Linked DNA regions of Rattus norvegicus: region 2 is linked to region 1. A link is a contact called in public HiChIP or PLAC-seq data. All regions are on one chromosome and are shown on one strand. The core of a region is the stretch at or near the end of the contact, and the rest is flanking DNA. Distances in the headings are between cores, read along the strand shown.

The links. HiChIP or PLAC-seq counts read pairs in DNA pulled down with a chosen protein or histone mark.
Region 2: a contact with region 1 is called in an H3K27ac HiChIP or PLAC-seq map of oligodendrocytes, with 8 times the contacts expected there. The contact joins the promoter of Lbh here to the promoter of Lclat1 in region 1. A contact is called at or near these places in 1 of 12 Hi-C or Micro-C datasets (the A7r5 cell line) and 1 of 1 datasets of contacts at active chromatin or transcription factors (oligodendrocytes).

What each region holds. Positions count from the first base shown.
Region 1 is chr6:28,123,379-28,129,673 of GRCr8, forward strand. Lclat1 (lysocardiolipin acyltransferase 1) reads right to left here and starts at 1,698. Exons shown (of 6, transcript XM_039113081.2): 1 at 1,576-1,698. It overlaps LOC100912066 (a long non-coding RNA gene), which reads left to right and starts at 1,773. Exons shown (of 5, transcript XR_010052504.1): 1 at 1,773-1,912.
Region 2 is chr6:28,340,515-28,346,664 of GRCr8, forward strand. It overlaps Lbh (LBH regulator of WNT signaling pathway), which reads right to left and starts at 4,341. Exons shown (of 3, transcript NM_001129880.3): 1 at 4,096-4,341; 2 at 1,212-1,314. The coding sequence starts at 4,121.

The DNA.
Region 1 (6,295 bases), core at 448-2,947:
TAGGAACTGTCTCCTCCCCCCACCCCCGCTTAGAAAACCTCAATGTCATCTCTATTCAAAGACCAAGTGCCTCATAGACGTTACATAATTACCACATTTTTTAAGAAGCAACCTAGTTACTACTACATACAACCCCAACCCTAGGCCAAACTGACCCTATTTCCCCAGATTCCGTTTGGAAAAGTCCCTCCTAACATCTGCAGGAGCCAACCTTGAGACCTGTGGAAAGAGGAATCCAAAACATTTGTTCAACTTAAAGCCACATGGAAATCACAGTGCAGATACATTGAGCACCCTGCAGAAGCTTTTAGGACTAAAGCTAAGTGAGTGCTCTGTGATTTTTTTCAATTCCTTTATTAATTCAAAACCACACAAATCTAAGGGCTGCAGTGATAGAGCTCAGTGGTTAAGAGCAGGGTTGAGTTCCCAACACCCACCTTAGGAAACTCAAAAAACATCTGAAACTCCAGCTCCTGCACCATGTCGCATGGTGAATATAAACTCGTCCAGTCTCACGTACACAAACGAAAGTATTTTTAAAACACACGAATTTTGCAAAGTCTTTCAACAAAATAGTATTTTTAAAAGTAGTCCAATTTTTTTTAACTTTTTATGCCAGGTTGTTTCTTTGCAGAAATACGTGATGGATTTGAATGGGAAGCATTGTTTCTTGGTAATGCCTTCACCTATTTCTTTTTCAATGCTTTTCCTGGACTTAATTGAATGCAAAACTCAGATCCAATCAGAGGCGACTAAGCCTTCAGGCAAGATCCAGGAAACAAAACAGCTCCACAACCACAAAGAAACACCTTAGTCTTGTCTTTACTGCTTCTGGTCAAACATAATCTTAGATGTTAAGATACAACCTGAAAGACCAAACCTGCCAGGTGGGCGTGGTGAAGCACGCCTGTTATCGCACCAATATGAGTGCAGAGGCAAGGACCGTGAATTGGGAGGCCAGCCCTTAGCGAGAGCGAACACCGATTAAAAGGAAAATCGAACTCGAAGTCAGCCTTCAATGTGGACAATCTTTCCATCTGGCACTGCCACCTAGACCTAGGGCACACCTCTGTCGCCCGCAAGAAACAAACAGCTTGAACCCTGAAAAACTCTCTTTTGGGCTTTCCACGTGGCTACCCCTGGGAAGGCTCGTGCACCTGAATCTGGCCCCTGGTACACCTTAGGCGGTGTTTAGGGACTCGGCAGCTCCCGCATTTCGCCGAGGTGTGGTGTGGACAGGAAGGTGGTTGTCAGTGAGCACAGACCGGACACCCGACGCTCCTCGCCTCCGCAGCCTGCTGGGCTCCGGAGGCCTCCGCCTCCCTAGAGTCGCTCGCCCTAGCCCTCCACCCAATTCCCGCGAGTGACTGTCCCCCAGGGCCCACCCGAGGAGGCCTGCTCTCGGGAAAAGCGGTCGAGCCGCAGCTCCCCATCCGCCCACTCGGGAAAAATCCCTTGGCCGCCGCCATGTTCTCCGCGCCGAAGCCCACACCTGACGCCGCGGGCCGCGCACCTGGGACACGCCGGGGGGAACGCGCGACGTCGCGGGGACACTGGGGCGAAACTGCGACTCACGGGGGTCACAACCTGCGAGCAGAACCCGCCGCTAATTCATCCCGAAGCGGGGAGGCGTCGAGCCCGTCGCCTTAGTAATGCGTCCCTCCAGACTCCACACTGATTGGCTACTGGCGCTGTGACGCAAGGCGTCTCCGGCTGCGTGGGAAGCCCTTGAGCGGGGCGCTCCGCCCCTGCTCCGCAACTCCGAGAGACCCCGGGCGTCGTCTAGGCTCCTTTAAAGGAGCCGCGCCCCAGATCAGCCTACTTCACTGCAGATTCCTGCCAAAGCTGGTAGGGTAGAGGAGCAAGAAACCAAAAATCAGAACTCATCGGTGGTCTTCGGGGAACCTAATAGGTGCGTAGAGGATGGCAAATCTAGAGCACTCATTTGCAAGCCTAACGTTTATGCCCGGAATCAAAGAGCAAATTAGCATCCAGCCAATTCTAGAGCCTGAGTTTCTGATGGCGCAAAACTCAAGGCACGGTCAATGCCTGAGGTTGCCTCATGGAAATCAAATCACAGGCAGTCATTTACAACTCTTACTTTCTTGCTCCAAGTAAAGAGCAAATTACGCGGCCAGCTCTAGAATCCTGGTCCTGATGGTGTAAAACTAAACTCACCTTCGTTCAACCCGGGGTTGCATGATGAAAAACATATCAGAGACACTTAATTTACAAGCCTTATTTTCTTGCCCCAAGTGAAAGAGCAAATCCACATTCCGTGGTGCACAGCTGTTGGCTAATTCAACAGTGTTTGCTCAACTCTCAACTTTTCCTCTCCTGCATGGCCCAGTCGGATTGGTTGTTGTTGGTTTTTTGTTTTGTTTTGTTTTTTGGTTTGGTTGTTGTTTGTTTGTTGTTGAGGTTGGGTTTTTCTTGTTTTGTTTTTTGTTTTTTTTCGGACACTTTTCTTGAAAGGTCTTTGTTCCTTTCTACAGGATCTAACCCCTAACCTACCAGACTAAGCCCCTGGACGCTAGAGACCGATTAATATAACCTCTTTGCAGTTCCCCTGCACAATACCTTCTTGCTGATTTAACAAATAAGAGAAATCTTTAAAAATAATAAACGTCCACTCATAGCCTACAGAGCCTTTCAACAGCTCTTCATGTGTGTTTATACATTTAATCTGCTTATTTAACATGAAACAGAGAAATGAATTTTTTAAGTACAGGGTAGCCTTGTGTGATGGCACAAGCCCTTAACCCCAGCAGTCCCCTAACAGAACCGGAGGACTGCCTCAGCAAGACTCTAAATTTTAAAAACGAAATGCCAGGTACCTTCCCGGAGAGAATCAGCATTACATCTCCTTGACTTTTATTCAATGTTTAAGTATTTGAGATGTGCCACAATTTTATTAGAAAACAAAAAATACAACACAGGAGAAACACCAGTACAAAAATGCAGTTATCCCTATGAGGTTGAATGGACCTCATTTTTGTCTCTAAACTCAAGAGTTCTGGAAAATCTTAGGGTTTTTTTTTTGTTTTGTTTTGTTTTGTTTTTTTAAGGCATGTCATTGCTTTGAACTGAGCATGGCGATCCTCCAGAACCTCTCAAGTATGCACTGCTGTGCGTTCTCTGAGAATGTGAGGAGTCTATATGTAGCCTTTTCTCTACTGGAGATTCCTCTTTTGTTCTAACGGATTAAAGGAAAGTAATAAAGGAAGATGGATACTTGGGACTCCAGGATAACCCCATCAATTTAGATCCTTTAACCAACATTTCTCTAAAAACAAAAACAAAAACAATCAGAGCATGTTTCTTTCCTGGGTCTGTGGTTATTTAAGAACAACATCAACAACAACAAAAAGCTGGCTGGTGGTGGCTCATGTCTTTAATCCCAGCACTGGAGAGGCAGAAGCAGACAGATCTGTGAGTTCAAAGCTAGCCTGATCTATAGAGAAAATTCCAGGACAGCCAGGGCTACATGAAGAAACTTCATTTTGAAAAAAGTATATTTTTTATGTATATGTATTTTTGTGTATATGTATATGCATTTATATGACTATGAGGACCCACTGAAGAAACATGGGTTCTCATATTCAGAAGCCTCTCCTTCAGTCCTTGCAGTCTAAGAGTAATAGGCTCAGGTCTTGAAACTGGGCAGCAGATTAGAATTTCCCATTGGGGTGATGTCGGACCCCACTCTTTTACTTACTGCTCACCTGCTGAGACTATATATTGTACAGAACCCCTATTGTCTGCCCACAGACCCCCTGCTATGTTCCATCAGCCATCTTAAGGTCAGGTTGAGATCCCTGGCTGTCACTTCAATCTTGCTACCCATTATGGTAATTAGATTGTCACTGCTTCTCAGAACTGTCTCAGCTCTTCTGGCATCTTGCAGTCCCCAATGCTACTAATGTAACAACAGTCCCATTAGCCCTGTTCTGCTTTTAGAAGACAAACACCTCTGAGCTGTTACTCAATGATGCTGTTACTCTCTGGCAGAGCCCGGAGGCTTGGGGTGATAAGCGATGTCATCCAGGCCCTTGCTGAGGGACAAAGGAAGCCAGAAAAGTTTCTAGTCGGTTGGTCAATCATCTGAAACTTCTCTAAATTTTTTTCATTGCCATTGCCACATGAGATCTCTCTTTTAATGCAGTCATCTGCTTTCCCAAATTTTAAGAATCATCCCAGCAGTATATTGGATTTGGCTCCCAGAGCTCTGACCGTGGGTGGTTCCCTCCTTGATTGTCAAGTCAAGATGAGACTTGCCACACAGACCCAAGCAAGTAGACCCTGTATCTTCCAACAAAGTCAAAGAGGCCTGCTTGAATCTGAGGGTTCAAAGTTCTCAAGAAAACCTCACTCCAAGGTTCTGTTGTTCCCATGTCAGTACCCCAACTTCGGCATTGGAAATATGTCCAAGATGACAATCTTGCCAGCTCTTAAATTTCTGGGGCTACGCCTAGTCTTCAGTTAGGGTGCAAGTGTCGAGCGTCTTTTAAAAATCTGCTGAACAAGTCTTCCAGTTCCAACGTGTCGCTTGCTTAACATTAGCCATCCCTCTGCAAGTCCTCGCAGTATTTTCTTCAAACCTAGCAATCACCAAAGACTGTGCAGCTAAAGCCCTTCTCCCGCATCCTTCCCTTCTTCAGCAAAGTCAGCTGTTGCGCTAGCTCAACTGGGGTACTGTTGATACCCCAGGAAGTAGCCAATGGGATCGGTTGCCTAGCAACGGGACTTGTCCTCATTTCCCATCCTCTCCTCTTGAGAATTCCATCTCTAGTTGGCTTCCTAGGACACCTCCTGCTGGTGGCTTCCTAGAAATGGGGGCTGAGGCATAGATCTGCTTACAAGACTCTTGCTCTCAAGAGAAGAAGGTGGGGTGAAAGAAACAAGACTACTAAGGAGATGAAAGAGAAAAGCAACCATGTAGTCTCAGCTGGAGACAAGCTTCAGCTAGAACCAATGGGAACCCTGAAGCAGGATCACTCCAAATGCTTGCTCAGCCTTGAGGCAAAGGAGTAGATACCCCTGTGTTACATTCTTCTACTGGTCACTTATCAAGAACAGCTATGGCTGGGTCCTCAGGTAGCACTGTGTTCAGTTTTCTGAGGAACCTCAAGACTGATTTCCAGAGTGGTTGTACCAGTCTGCAATCCTACCAGCAGTGGAGGAGTGTTCCTCTTTCTCCACATCCTCGCCAGCATTTGCTGTCACCTGAGTTTTTGCTCTTAGCCATTCTGAATGGTGTGAGGTGGAATCTCAGAATTGTTTTGATTTGCATTTCCCTGATGACTAAGGATGTTGAACATTTCTTTAGGTACTTCTCAGCCATTAGATATCAATATTCCTCAATTGAGAATTCTTTGTTTAGATCTGTACCCCATTTTTAATAGGGTTATTGGATTCTCTGAAGTCTAACTTCTTGAGTTCTTTGTATATATTGGATATTAGCCCTCTGTTGGATGCAGGATTGGTAAAGATCTTTTCCAAATCTGCTGGTTGCCATTTTGTCCTAATGACAGTGTCCTTTGCCTTACAGAAGCTTTGAAATTTTTGAAGTCCCATTTGTTGATTGTTGATCTTAGAGCATAAGCCATTGGTGTTCTGTTCAGGAAAATTTCCCCTGTGCCCATGTGTTCGAGGCTCTTCCCCACTTTCTCTTCTATTAGTTTGAGTGTATCTGGTTTGATGTGGAGGTCCTTGATCCACTTGGATTTAAGCTTTGTACAGGGCGATAAGAATGGATCGATTTGGATTCTTCTACATGCTGACTGCCAGTGGAACCAGCACCATTTGTTGAAAATGCTATCTTTTTTCCACTGGATGGTTCTAGCTCCTTTGTCAAAGATCAAGTGACCATAGGTGTGTGGGTTCATTTCTGGGTCTCCAATTCTATTCCATCAATCTACCAATACCATACATTTTTATCATTATTGCTCTGTAATACAGCTTGAGGTCAGGGATGTGATTCCCCCAGAAATTCTTTTATTTATTGTTGAGAATAGTTTTCACTATCCTGAGTTATTTTATATTCCAAATGAATACCCAAAAGATGCTCTAACATATAAGAAGGACACATGCTCCACTATGTTCATAGCAGCCTTATTTATAATAGCCAGAAGCTGGAAAGAACCCAGATGCCCTTCAACAGAGGAATGGATACAGAAAATGTAGTATATTTACACAATGGAGTACTACTCAGCTATTTAAAACAATGACTTCATGAAATTCTTAGGCAAATGGTTAGAACTAGAGAATATCATCCCAAGTAAGGTAACCCAGT
Region 2 (6,150 bases), core at 3,091-5,590, 220 kb after region 1:
GTCTGAGGTGTTGACACAAAACAAAGGGATTCCTGAGTCCGCCAAGCATGTCTGGTATCTGAAGACTTGCTTCCAATCTTAGCTTGCCTCTTGGCTTCTTCTTGACTACTCTCCTCCCATCAAATGGCTCCCAGCCCAGTTCTTCTATTCGTTTCATTCTTTACAAAATAATTGTCCCTGAAACGGCTCTGAGGAACAAGCAGCCGGAGTAAGTCTAGACTCAGGTCAGAACTAGCCCAGCGTGAAGGCACAGGATATGTCAGAAGATCAGAAACATTAGGAGTAGAGATCCAAGCCCCCATACACGGCAGGCCTGGGGTCTCAGTATAACTGGGCATTCCCTTGGGATACAGCAAAAAATGAACAAGGTAATGTGTGCCAAGTGCTTTGCACTTCATGCTCCTTCCTTCTTGCCTAGGCTAGCTGCTTTACACAATACCCTCAGCCTCAACACATTCCCTCACACATAGTCTCTCCTCCAAATTTGCCATCTAGGGACTCTCTGATGCTTGCAAACCTGAGGTAACCAAAGTGCTCCTACTGACTGGGATGCTATCCCTCCACCTCGCTGTCACAGTGAAGCTTCACCACACTGGCCAAGAGGGAGAGAAAAGAAAGCCTTCTATTCTGTTCTCGCTGTCCTCCATGTTTATCCCCACAAGACAGGATGATCCCTAGGCCGCAGCCTCTCTCAGCATCTCTAAGAGGCTGTCCTCTTCAGCTCTGTGCAATTTAAACTTGAACTCTGACTCAGCAGGTCAATTATCACCCTGAGATGACAGATAGCCATTCTCCTATCAGACCACCCTTCCCTATCAGCTGCCTCACCTCATGGCTGCATTTTTCCTGGGAAAAGCCTGGCTGGGGAGAGCAGTCTGCTGTTGTTGGGGAAGATCAGAAAGGCTAGCTAGTGATGTCAGTCACTGTTTGCTGAACCCCTAGGTGTCCCGGCACTGTAAATGCCATCAACTCACCCTCCCCCATCACCTTGACTCTTTGTCATACTCCTCTAGGATGCACACCATGGTTGCTTCCTCTGACAAATGGAGAGACTGAAGCTCGCTGTCAGTCAAGGACTTTCTCAAGGTGACCCAGCTGTTACAGGCAATACCTGGACCCTCAGACTCTTACAGGTGATACTGGGATTCCTCAAACCAAGCCTACTTCCAGTCTCGGCAGAAGTCACAAGGCTCCAAGAAGTTTGAGCTCACCTGATAGGAAAGGCCATCCTTGCGGGGGCTGAGGCCAATCTCTTCCATGGAGGGAGCATTCATCATCACCTCAGTCATCTCAGCCGATCTCAGATAGTCAGAGCTGGAAGGAGATCCACACTAGAAGTCAGTGCATGCTCACACGGGCCCTAAGATCCGGGGATTGGCTAAAGGCAAGATGAGAAATGCTCAAACAGTTCACAGCGAAGCAAGCTCACAGGAGCAAAAAACCAGCAGGCCTACAGCACTGTGGCTCACTGGCCTCAAGAGGCAAAGCCTGCCCTCTGCAACTTCACACACACACTTGCACACACACACACACACACACACACACACACACACACACACCCCAACCCCTTCACAAAGCAAATTGAATTTTCTTTTAAACAAACTAGAAACACAACGGTGGCAGCACGGGCGGGGGTGGGGTTGGGGGAGTGCTGCGTCTGTGTGTCCACATGAAAATAATGCAGCCAGGTTTCCCTTCACCCATTAAAAATGAGAGTAATCTTGCCCATGGATTTCCAGTGGGAACTGCACAGTAGGATTACATAATAACAATAGCAGTCCAGCCTCCGGGAGACAAAGTCTAATCATCTAATCATGGTACCTTCTTCACTGTCTCTGTCTGTCTGGTGCTCCTTTAGGCAAAATGTCCCACCCCAAGGGGTCAGCTTTTCTGCAAGCTTCACATCTGCCACCCCTTCTGGAGTTCTAGCAGCTGCTGCTGCTAACTCCCAGCATGAAAAACATCCCTGGATTAAAAGCCTTAAGGGTACAGATTCTGAGTGCAAGGAAATTTCCAGAAGGGCCAACTTGGCCCACCAATGGCTGACATGTGAAAGTACTTTGTACTCCCTAAGCAGTGTACAAACAACGCATTATCCTTGCACAGGCGGTGGGACATACACGGAGTTCAGTAAGCATGGTACCGAATATTCATACCCAATACCCATGGCACAACACCCGGTATTTTCACGATCACATCTGTGTACAAAGTTTTAACAAGGTAAAAGGCAAGGCAGGGGTAGGCTTTAGAGAAACTACATCTAAGAAAACAGGAAGACAAGGATCTTTTTTCTTTTTCCTTTTTGTATACCTGAGTAGAAATGATATTTGGCACAGGGAATAAAAGGAGTCAATAGAAGTTCTGGGAGGGAGAGGAGAGACGAAGAAAGGGTGGACTGGCTTGGGGGCAGGTTTAGTTAGGTTTAGAAGCTAGACTTTCCACAATCCCCTCCCGGGTCTGGAAAAGATGCCCTCCCTGCTTAAGAGCTGTGTGATCTCTAACAGAGAACCTCTCTGAGCTGCGGGGAGCCCTGTTTATGACCAGGATGCTAATGATTGCTAATAATGCATATCTCATGGTCATATCTGGAGGGGAAAATGTTGCAGACATTGTAGGAAGTGCTAATTAACAAAATAATCAGAAAGCTTAATGGGTGACTGGGGGGCTAATGTCCCTAAGGGCTTCTAACATCTATCTCTCTCTACCTTACTAGATTTTGAACTGGGGTTGGGGGTTGGGGGATGTGAAGCACAAGGCCTCAACTCTTCAAAGCCTCACCCATAGGGCAACTGACTTGTCTGCACATGAGGGGGTACACAAGCTTCAAGTGTAGGGGATTTTTACTTTCTTTTGAAAGCCTCTCTAATCATAGTTAAACTGGGAGGAAGAAGAGACTAAGAAAGGGTGACTGGCTTGGGGGCAAGTTTAGACTTTTTTTTTTTTTTTCGGAGCTGGGGACCGAACCCAGAAGTTTAGACTTTTACAATTTCCTCCCGGGTCTGAAAACAACCGTCTCCAACCCCGGAAAGAAGGGAGTCCGTAGCACTACAGCACTATGACCAGGGTCTTCCCCTCCCGTAAGCGGCGTTCTGTTCCTTCTTGGAACTGTGGCGCCGGCCCAAAAAGTTAAACTGAGAAACACGAACTTTCAGAGTTCCTGGGCTAAGCAGAACAGCGCCTCTTTTCCCGGGTTCAGAGCTTGCATTGGACCGGGGACTGGCTCTCCAAGGCTGGCACCTGCGAGCGCGCTCCAGGACCATGGGTGATCGCCTCCCTGTAGCGCCCCTCCTCTACACCACAGCAGGAAGGAAGAAGCAGCTGGCGCGCACGTCCCAGCAGCTAGGGGCCTGTCCCCGGATCCTTCCCAGCGCTGATCCTCCACAACCCAACCCTCCCGGGCTGAAGGCAAACCTCTGCAGCCCCCGACTCAGTGGTGAACGGCTTCTTCCAATCTGGCACTGGGAGAACCGGCTCCTTTCCAGCCCCGGCCCTCCACAAAGGCGTGTTGGGATTTTAGGGACTACGGAGAAGGCAGGGGTTGTGAGGGTGTAGTGTGCACCCTGATGCTTGTGGCTTGCTTGTGCGGAGAGCGTCTCCCCAGCACCCTCCCTCCCCCAGAAGCTCTGCAAACCCAGCGGCTGCACCAGCAGCTCAGCCCCGCTGCAGCCATCCTCGACGCCGAGACTTGCGTGCAAACAAAAAGGAAAAGGGGAGGGGCCCGGGGAGCCGGAGCCCCCTGCACCAAGCAGGACTCATCTCCTGCTGCCCTCGGCGGACAGGGTTTCCTTAGGGGGCCTTCAGTGGGACCCCAGGTTCTCCCCACCCAACGCCACCACATCCACACCCTCTGGCCACCACTTAAGTGAAGGTTCCGAGTTCACTTCCTTTGTCTGGATGCTCTCAGCACCGCCTCCCCCAACCCCCAGCTTTGCAACCTTGACGTCGACTCCTGCAGGGGCTGAGGCGGGCGGGTTAACCCGCACTGGGTGTCCGTGCCACTCTCTGGCCTCGCACCCGGAGCCGGCACTAGGCGGCTGCCAGACTGCGCAGCCACCCGGGTTAAACTGGCGTCCGCCACAGGCGCAAGATACTCACCAGTGAATGGGGAAATATACAGACATGAAGTCCTAGGGGAGGCTGACCCACGCCCTTGTGATTAAGAAAAACAAAACAAAACAAAACAAAAAAAAAAAAAAAACGGTCACTGAGTCCTGAATGAGATTGGCAGGGGCGCAGAGGAGAGCAACGGGCAGCCGAGAGCGGGCACTGGGTTATCGCAGGTCTGCCTTCCGGAGACAGCCTCGCTGCCAGCGGCGTCGGCAGTGCAGACCAAGCTCTCCGCTCTCCACCGAGCTCCGGGTCCCACAAAGAGCCCGGGAAGCAGCATTTATAAGAGAGGGGCGGGGCTTGTCCGGGAGCGGCCCCGCCTCCCCTCGCCCACTCTTAGAATAACGTCACCAAAATCATGAATGGCTTCAGCGCTCGCAGCTCCCGCGGGCGGCGGCGGGGACCAGCGGGGCTCTGCACCCAGACTGAGCTAGTTCGCAGCAGCTACGAGCCCAGCCCCCTCCCCACCGTTGACACACACGCGCGTTCCCGAGCTGGAGTTCAATGTCAATGCTGCTTCCTGCCCACAAATCTGCAGCGTCCGCAGCCCCCTTCCCGCGCACAGCCTGGGACTCTAAAGGCTACGGGGACGGGTGGGCGTGAGGAAAGAGTGGGGACCCACGCGGGAGGTGACAGCTCGCTGTGGGGAAGGCGCCGTTTCTCCAGCCCAGCGCATGCTGCCGTGTTCTCTGTGACTCCCACATCTCAGGACCCCTCACTGGTCAGCCATGCAAAGTAGGCCTCTCTTGGGCATCATCGCCCGCGGCACCCTGATCGTGGCGTCCAGGGCGAGACTAGGAAAAAGAAAAGATGGGAAAGAAGATTGCAGACGAGAAGCTGAAGGCACCCATGCCCGAGAAGGCATATTGGCTTTCTAAACATCTGCAGTCCTGGAGTCCATGGAGGGCTCTGTTTGTTGGAGAAAGGATGTGGTGTCTTACTAGGGTTTTTCCATTGCGCGAACGCGCTTGCGTATACACACACACACACACACACACACACACACACAGTCGCACACAGGGTTTGCGCTGGGAGTAGGGGGTGAGGAGGACGGGCAGAATGTAAGTACACCCTAATAGCCATAGTCCCCAGAGCCGGTCTGCTAGAAAATACAAAGAGCTAAGGGAGACTGACTCTTTGATAGCCCAGGAATTGCGGTTCCGGTGTCTATCTAGGAGACTGAGCTGCTGTGCAGCCGGCAGAGCCAGGAAGACAGGAATCCGACTCAGTGCCCAGCGCTGCCCCTCTGTGGCCTCTGTTTCAATTACTCTTGTAAAACAGCTTCATAACCTTGACCTATGTGCATAAAGGGATTGGGAAAAGGGAGAGCCCATGGTCGAAAACTAAACACAATTAAATGTGATTTAAAATAAGTCTGCACCCTGAAAGAAAAGTGTACTGGTTATTTCCAGTCAAATGCTGCTGGGATCAAGAGAGGAGTTTTCAATGGTAGGGCCATGAGGATGTCAGGAAAGAGGACCTCATAATTTTCATTTATCTACTTGTTCTCTCCAAATTAACCCAAAAATAAAATAAACCTATAAGAGCAATTTTGCAATAACTGCTTTCCCAACTATGTGTACCTATATACAACCTGAGTAAAAACTGGAGCATCCTAAGAGAGCTGTATTTCATAAGTCCTGTAATCAGAAAAATAAACGAGACTGTCCTTAGCCTTGAGACAAATCAAGAGCCGATTGTGCTGTTCGGGACTTCCCTTCTGCTCTGGCCAGGTGACAGGGGTCTGGTGTGGGGACGGGGGCTGGGTTTTATGAGCAGGAGCTTTTAATAGGATGGGGAAATATCTCAGTACCGTTCTCAGGCATGTGACATATTGTCACTTGGGGAGCCAAAGAGAAGCCAAAGTTTAGAGATCTAGATTCTAGACTGAGCTTTCCTGGAAAGCTTCTGAAGGTGGTCCCTGAGGCAGACCCTGGGATGAGCAGAAGGAAACCTTCTCCCATGTTTGCCCATACAATCCCTCAACAAGGCCTGAGCTGAAAGGTGGCTACCTTACCACGGTGACCTATCACAGGCACATGT